2 separate regions of the Capra hircus genome follow, and region 2 is linked to region 1. The links are chromatin contacts, called in public Hi-C maps. All regions are on one chromosome and are shown on one strand. The core of a region is the stretch at or near the end of the contact, and the rest is flanking DNA. Distances in the headings are between cores, read along the strand shown.

What was found. A called contact is a pair of places that touch in the nucleus more often than the background predicts.
Region 2: a contact with region 1 is called in a Hi-C map of blood, with 5 times the contacts expected there. The contact joins two enhancer-like sites. A contact is called at or near these places in 2 of 5 Hi-C or Micro-C datasets (both in blood).

Annotation. Positions count from the first base shown.
Region 1 is chr3:90,407,554-90,411,738 of ARS1.2, reverse strand. No RefSeq gene overlaps it. Among named protein-coding and RNA genes, the nearest start is that of LRIG2, 72 kb to the right of the region's middle. Within about 2 kb of position 1,923, at least 2 of the 5 cell types and tissues checked have an H3K27ac peak or open chromatin away from gene starts, as enhancers often do.
Region 2 is chr3:90,853,891-90,858,075 of ARS1.2, reverse strand. MAGI3 (membrane-associated guanylate kinase, WW and PDZ domain-containing protein 3) reads right to left here. Exons shown (of 21, transcript XM_018045931.1): 19 at 4,075-4,185. Among named protein-coding and RNA genes, the nearest start is that of PHTF1, 76 kb to the left of the region's middle. Within about 2 kb of position 2,040, at least 1 of the 5 cell types and tissues checked has an H3K27ac peak or open chromatin away from gene starts, as enhancers often do.

The DNA.
Region 1 (4,185 bases), core at 674-3,173:
TTTAGATCTCAAAAGAGCTGTAACTGAGTGGGAGCAAATTGAGAGCCTGGCAGCTAGAATGCAGGAATTCCAGGGATTCCACAAAATCATGAAGAGGTGAACATAGGGTGAATACAAAACAGTCTCAAATCCAGAATATAACTGAGAGAGGTCAGCAGAATACTTTCTAGCCTTTAATTGTTACCTGGGACTGGTAAATTGTTCTATACATATTAACTCTCTAAATCCCCACAATAATGCTCTGAATTAACTATCTCATTATCGTCACTCCAAAAATGAGAAATAGAGGCACAAGAGGTTGAATGACTTGCCCAAGGTCAGCAACTAGGAAGAAAGTGGTGGAATCGGGACTTGAACTTATGTAGCTCTCATTGCAGAGTCCTAAACTACCTGAAATATGTACATTTAAACAACAAAGAAGGTTTGGAATGGGATGGGGTGGATAATAACTGGATGGAGTTTCTGACCCAAAGATATTCTGTCAGTCAGAGATAAAAGTTTTGGGGACTTCCCTGGTTTCCCAGTAATGAATTCATCTTGCAATGCAAGGGACACCGGTTTAATCCCTGGTCTGGGAACTAAGATTCCACATACTATGGAACAACTAGGCCCACACGTTGGCCACAACTAGAGTGTCCATGGGCCGCAATGAAAGATCTCTCATGACAGAACAAAGACCCCACGTGCCTCAACTAAGACCTGACACAGCCAAAAATAGGTGGTTTTTGTTTTGTTTTGCTGTTGTTGGTTTGTTTTGGCTGCGCTGTGCAACTTACAGAATCTTAGTTCCCCAACCAAGGATTGAATCTCAGCCCTCCGAAGTAAGAGAGTGGAGTTCTAACCATTGGACTGCCAGGGAATTCCTGACAGAAGGGTTTTGATAGATGGGAAGCTCAGAGTGCCTAGCATGCCCTCACGCTTCTAAGGAAGGACACACAAAGGCCAGTCACTCCTCTAGACTCACTCAGATCTGCTGGTGTGCCCTTGACAGATGGTCGACTGGGGCTCCAGGGCCTGAGCCAGATTATAGTGTTCATGTTCTTTAACGCCAGACATGGAGACAGATCTGCATGGGTCCCTGTAAAAGCAACCTATATTTTTTACTAGAAAAGCATGTGATGTAATTAGTAGTGCAGCAATGTTGCTGGTCCTAGGAGCCTGAAACCCTGCTCTCTGCACTGGACTCTACTACCTACTGTCCCTTGATTTGGTTTCTTCAACTGTAAATATTTATTCATTCAGTAAACAATTTTGAGCACCTCTCTGTGCGAAGTACCACATGCTAAACTCTGAAATCACCAAGTTGGATTCGGTAGTTGGTCCCCAAAGATTTATTTACTGGCAGAGACAGACAGGGAAAGGGGTCTCAGGGAAGACCCCACTCTGGAGGGCTGCACCCTGCCCCTCCTCCCTGGGAGTCAGTAAGCAACAAGTGAGATCACACCGCGAAAAGTGCTTGGTAAACAACAGAGGGTGAGAATGAGGTGTGCAGGGAGGAGGGAAGGGCTGTAACCCAGGAACTGTCTGCAATGTCTGGAGACCTTGGGCAGGCAGCTGACCAAGAGTGCTCAGTTTGAGGCTGGAAACCTGAGTGAGGCCTCCTGGATGTGAGGGGACCAAACCTGAAGCCCTTGAGTCGCTGTCCCAGCAGTCTGAACCCAAACCGTGCAACCTGGCCGAGCTTCTCTAGGCTCTACCAGGCAGGAACTTAGACCCGTGTGATATTGCCTGGGACTAGGTGCTTTTGCGGCATTGCGCCACCAACGACCTCTTCTGGGTCGTAGCTTGAACGTGACAAAGGCCAGGTCACCCCGCTATTGTGCAGCCCATGAAGCCCGATTCCCACGAATCCCCTTATATAATGAATACCTTCAAGAAACACAGGCCCTAGGTGACGCCAGTTACTACCATTCTCTGTGCTAACGCGCCACCTAGAGGTCAGCTCTAGCTCAAACGATTGTGTGGGTTCGTCTCACCATATGCCTCGGCCCGGAAGACGTGGAAAAGAAATGTTCAAAGGACTAACAAGCAAGAAAACGGCAGGTGATGACAGGCAAGAGGACCCCATCGTTCCTCCACCAGGCCCCCTGTCACTTGCTGATGAGATAATCAAGGGCTGAAATGTCTCGGCTTCTCACGGGACAGGGTTTCCTTTATGACTAGGGACCAGTGTGAGAATGTCACTATATCTCATACTCTAAACTCTAGATCTGAAGAGCAAACAGGCCAAGAAAACCTTCCAGCGTGCCCTGCAGCCTAGACCCCAGTCCATCTGCTCCTCCTCTCCTACCCCAAAGTTTAGACTCTCTGTCTAGCTTGGGAAAATAGTTTTTCAGCAGATGAGCCCTCCTCTTAGGAAGAGTTTGCTGATGCTGCTTACATTTCTGGGAGCAGCTACCCTACGCTGAGCATGAACACACATTTATCGTGGGCCATTTACTCAGAAGTAGATGAATCTACAGAGGCATCAAAGATAAGCCAATACTTCAAAATCAGCACAGAGTTGTTTTTTTTTTTTCCTAAAGAAAATCCAAGCCAGATGGTAGTAGAGTATCAAGAAAAGTAAGCCAAAGCTCCCAAACTGAGCAAGCATCCCTTTTTTAAGCACTCATACTTTAGGTTTTTCTCTTCAATCTTTTGCCAGACCTGCAATTTAGTTTCCTACTACTACTAAGCTTTTTTAACTCAAGTATAATTGGAAAACAAGATACATAAAATATTCAAGCTCCCATTATCCATCAAAGTGTCCTAGTTGATGCTGCTTGGAGATAGCACTATGTTTAGTATCCATGGAATGCCCACAGAGCTTCTGGGCATCTTTGCCTGCAAGCAGCTTCTGGTCGTTCTTCACACCAAGGACAATTCAAACATGGGGTAAACGCCGAGGAGCCTTAGGCAAACTAGAATGATGTTTTGAATCTATTTTTTAAAAGCTATAGTTGTTTGTCATGGATAAAGTGCAGTCCACTGACTGGCCGAAGGGGCCAGAGGAAGTGAAGTTGAAATTTCCCTTCACCTATACTCTCAACTAAGGTGGATGAACTGAATTCCCAGGTGGTACAGTGGTAAAAAATCTACCTACTAATACAGGAGATGCAAAAGACTTGGGTTCAGTCCTCTGGGTCAGGAAGATCCCCTGGAGGAGGTAATGGCAACCCACTCCAGTATTCTTGCCTGGACAATTCCATGGACAGAGGAGCCTGGTGGGCTTCAGTCATGGGGTCACAAAGAGTTGGACATGACTGAGCAACTGAACACACACACATGCTAGTTTGCTTCTCCTGGTAGCAACAATTCACTCAGTGCTCACAGCAATCTTGATGGGAGATCCTGAGATGAGTAGTGTTATCATTGCTGTCTTTCAGAGAAAGAAACAGAGGCTAAAAGAAACTGCATAATTTTCCTATAAGTGAAGTAGCCAAGATTCGAACTCAAGTGTTCTGCTTCCAGTTTTCCCAAGGTCAGCATCTCTCTTGGCATGAAGTCAATGTATTACGTACTGAAAAGAATGTTCTGAAAAACAATTCAGTCTGCCACAGATTGTTGCAAGAATTCTTACAGTCATCAGTACTACACAGTAAGTGGAATTTGTAGACCAAGGATGACCCTCATTCAGGGTCACTGGAGGTCAGTTCATACAAACCACTTTCTGGGAAGATCAATATTTCTCCAACAAAAAGACTTCTTTAGATGTTGGTTCCCACTTCATGCCTTTCATTTAAGCGAGACAGGTTCTTTGCCCCCTGCTGGGAGACTGGGTGGGGCCACCTGGATACAAGGGGACAAAACCTGAAGCCTTTAGCTCGCAATCTCAGCAGGCCAGGCCCAGACCTTGCAGCCCTGGCCAAGAATGAGGAACCACTAAACAATAACTGGAAGAAACAAAGACACAATAGGGACAGTGGTAAGGATGGGTCTCTGTGCCCAGAAAAACCAGTATTTCAGAGCTGGAATGGGCCCTCTGAGAGCATCTGATGGCATTCCAAATGCTCTCTTGGCAGATGATGTCAAGACCCAGCAGTTAAGCTATGTTCCAAGATCACAGGGTCAGCGAGTGGCACAGCTGATCAGAATGTCAGTCCAATTGACTTCTAGCTAAAGCCACTTTTTTGTTTAACCGTAGATTCAGGAGATTGTATCTTGTTTCTAAATAAAATTCAACTAGGAACCCAAATCTCTAGGGCT
Region 2 (4,185 bases), core at 791-3,290, 450 kb before region 1:
ATTATTGAAAAATAGAATTGTGGGAGATACAGGAGAGGAGAGAGAAATGAAGAGAGGAAAAAATTAGGATAGAAAAAAAAGTATTCTTTAAAAAGGCACTTTAAGGCCGTCTTTCAATTTTTAAAACATCCACTAAATGTATTAAAATGACAAAATATTTTTAAACACATTGCTTACATTATCTTGTAACCCATTAAGAAACTAGATGCCTCCCAAAGAAATTGAGTTCAACGACATGAGCCGTGGCCTGACACGAAGGCCCAGACCCGGCTGCGTGACAGCAGACCTGGGTCCCCTGTGGCTGTGACTTAGCCTCCCTGAGCCTCAGTTTTAATCTGCAAGTGGGGGTGATGCCACCTGCCTCACAGTTTCCGTGAGACTAAAACTAATACAAGTGAAAACGTGGTCTGGAAGACAGCATTCATATTAGCTAAATCTGTTTCTGTTCTATGTTAAATATTCCATCTATTCCCTAATATGAACTTTTTCCATTCGGTTATTTCTCATTTCCTTAGCCCAGAACCTTGTTTATTCTCTCTAAATCTTAATAAGGTTTAAGGACCAGCTGAAGACCCACAAAATTTACAGATCCTCTCAACATCTTTCCATCTGTATCAATAGTTAACATTTTCTTGTTTTAGGGAATTACACTATTAAACTTTATGAAAGAACAAGCAAACAGTGTAAGTCCTGTCTACCCAGTGATAAGTTCTGGGAGTTAAATATTAAAGAAATTCTCTCATTATCTGGAGATATAAACTATGCCTTCTATGCTTTCAGCAAATATGTCTGGCACATCTACTGTCAACGTTCAAGGCACTGCCTCAGGTGCTGCAGGTACGGGAATAACAGGCGCAGGACGCAAAGCACAGTGTCAGCCTAACGGGAAGGATGCAGGGGAAGAAGAGAGGCCAGAGGGGAAGGCAGGCAGGACGCCCAGGCGGCTCCACACGCCAGAGTCAGCTGGAGGTAAACGCACCTCCTTTGGGGAAGTGGTCACCCGAGTAAGCTGTCCTTTACAACAAGGCTCCCGTGATCCTTACACCAAGTCAAGATTTTGATAATTTAGTAGCCAGAAAAACAATTCTCTGCAAAGCTGACCTATTCGAGTTCAGAATAAACCCAGGCATAGCAGTAATAGCTTGTTTTCTTTTGTTTTCAAATTTCAGAGCTTTTTATATAAAAGCTGATTTAATCATATAATTCTAAAGCTTCTGTTCATTATAAAGAATAACATGTTTTAGAAGTAGACTTTGAATCCTTGAAGGCCTCCTTGCTTGCCTTTTATTTAGTGAGATTGGTGTATCTGAGGGTTGAAACCAGTATTTCAATTATATCCTAGTTTTTGGCTTAATTGGATTGTGATATTAAACAATGGGAGGTGTGTTTTTTTTTTTTTAAACTCCAGATTTAAACAACTAAATGCTTATTTTTAAAAAGGCAGGGAGTTGAGGAGAAAAAGGATGAAGAAAACCAGAAATAAACATGCCATCCCCATAAACAGTGCCTCAAACTACTGTCACTAAAACTTGAGAGAACTGTGCCTGGCCATGTATCTTACATGTAGATCTACGTTTTGCAGGTTAGGAAGCTGAGGTTCAGAGATGCTACCCAACTGTGCACAGCTGTAAGGTGGCAGAACTAGTTTGATCCTTGTCCTGTCTGATTTCTAAACCCATGTTCTCCCCACTTTATTAACTGTCTCTCTAAGAAAGTGAGATACCAGGGCTTCCCTAGTAGCTAGGACAGTGAAGCAGCCGCTTGCAGTGCAGGAGACCCAGGTTTGATTCCTGGGTCGGAAAGATCCCCTGAAGAAGGAAGTGGCAACTCACTCCAGTATTCTTGCCTGGAGAATTCCATGGACAGAAGGGCCTGGTGGGCTGTTAGTCCAGAGTTGCAAAGAGTCAGACACGACTGAGTGACTAACACACAGAAGAAAGTGAACTGCGGTAAGAGCCAGCAGCCCAGCTTTGGCCACACCAAGACTCTGGCCTTCAGCCCTCTCATTGCCATCAACACCCTCCAGCTCTGCTTCTGCTGCTCTGCATTCTCACTCTCCTCGTCTTTTCTTCCTTCTCTAGTTACACTAATGACAGGCCTTATACAGAGTCCTGCCCCAGCCCACAACTCTCCAAATCCTCTCCTTGAGTGAACTCACCCATGGAAAAGGCGTCCGTCGTCACTTCTGTCTGGGAAATGACAGCCTGGAACTTTACCTCTGGTACTGATTGCCAGGTAAATATTTACAGCTGCTTAACTGGCTGGTCCTTCAACGTGACTACAGCTTAGTACATCATCAGTCTTCAGCAAACCCTTTCTCCCACTGGCCTCCCTGATGGTTTTCTTACAGTGCAGACAGGGTGAAGCCTCTAAGCCATCCTTTACTCTTTCTTTCCCTTCATCCTTCACTCATATAATACTTGTCAGCCATCTAAACTGGTCTTCTCTTCATTAACAGTTGATCCCACAAGCATCATGTAACTTCCATCCAAAGTATTGGGTCAGCCAAAAAGTTTGCTTGGGTTTTTCTGTGAGATGTCACGAAAAAACCAGAACATTCTGGCCAACGCAGTATTACCATCCAAGGTACACTCCCACCACCACGACTGGACGCCTGAATTTAGCTAAGCTATCCCCTCATCCTTCCGGCACTCCCAGAGACTGATTTTATCAGCGCATTGCTCTGAAAGGAACTCTTGTGTTAAAAACTGGTGACTTTCCAGTGTCTTGGGCCTACATATTGGTGACTGATCTGCTTTCATATTCCCACTTTCTTCTACTCCCCTGTGTATTTTCTAAATATACTCGGTAAACTTGACAACTTGCAGTCCCCTGTATACGACGTGGACTTCCTTCCTTTTACTCATTTCTTCAGCCTGGAATGTCTCCTTACTCTCTTCCTATTAACATCCTCTCAAACTGTCCAATGCCACCTATTCTGTGAAATTTTCTCTACTTGTACTCACCTTTCTTTGAACTTACAAAAGTCTAGTCCTTTAGAGAAAGGATGGTATCTTGTTTGGGGGATTACTCTTTCTCCTAACTCACTGAGTAGCATATGTAAATTCTTGGGTGAAGCCAACACTTAATACATGTTTATGAAATGAGTCCTGGGAGTGGAGCAGTGATATGGATAATGGAACACCGCAACCACCCAGAAGACTTTTCTGATTGTTATTAGAATATACCCTCTAATAATCTGTGAGGGAGGGTCATTTGCCTAATCAGCTTACTTAGTTTAAAAAAGAAAAAGACGGAAAAGAAAAATTCCTCTTTTCCTGATGCCTACCGGTAGTAGAAGAAGGAAGTCCAAAGCTCTTTTGAAGTCACAGAAGGCTTTTAACACAAGAGTTCCCCTCAAGAGCAATACACTGATAAAATCAGTCTCTGGGTGTATAAGGATGGATGAGGCGATAGGTAGGGGGAGTGTTGTCCAGATTTTAAAATTTTTACTTATAACCTATCTGAATACCAGTGAATTAACTATTTCTTTAAAAATTGAGGCCAGCAAATATCTTCAATGTAAGATTCCTCTAAGTAACAACCGGAGAGGGGAGGAAAATATCATGTTGCAGATCCATTAAACAATCCATCCTGAAATGTCATGAACAAAGGTTCAGAGAGTCCTACAAATGATAATAAGGTCAGAAGAGTCATGCTTGTCAATTTTTGGCTACATCTAGAAGTAGCTGAGAGAGAGAGAGAAATCCTGGGACTCTTGTTTCTTGGAAGAAGTAGATGATTCTTTTTCATCCTGGCTTTCCCAGGATGAAAGTATACTTTATTTATTAATCCCTTTGCCCTTGCATGTTGACTATGTAAGTAAAACTGATTTTTTTCTTACCAAAGTCAAGCTGGTGCAACCAGCCTAACTGCAGTAGAGAAGAGCACCCTGCAAAGAGGAAATGAAATCACAAGCATCTGCCTTTCAGGTTTTAATGATGGAAAGACTTGCTTCATAGACTCAAGAGGTTTCTGCATTCCTTTTACTCAACTATTTTCAGAAGTTTCCAGTCTGGAAACTGGGTTGCAGTTTCCAGACTGGAAAAGGGTTGCAGACAGAAGCCTACTCACGTGAATTCTGCCGTCTTTGATGGCAGGACCATCCTCGGCAAGACGAAGGATGAACAGCCCCATGTTGTACTCCTTCCCACCCCTGAGGCTGAATCCGAAGCCCCGGGGGCC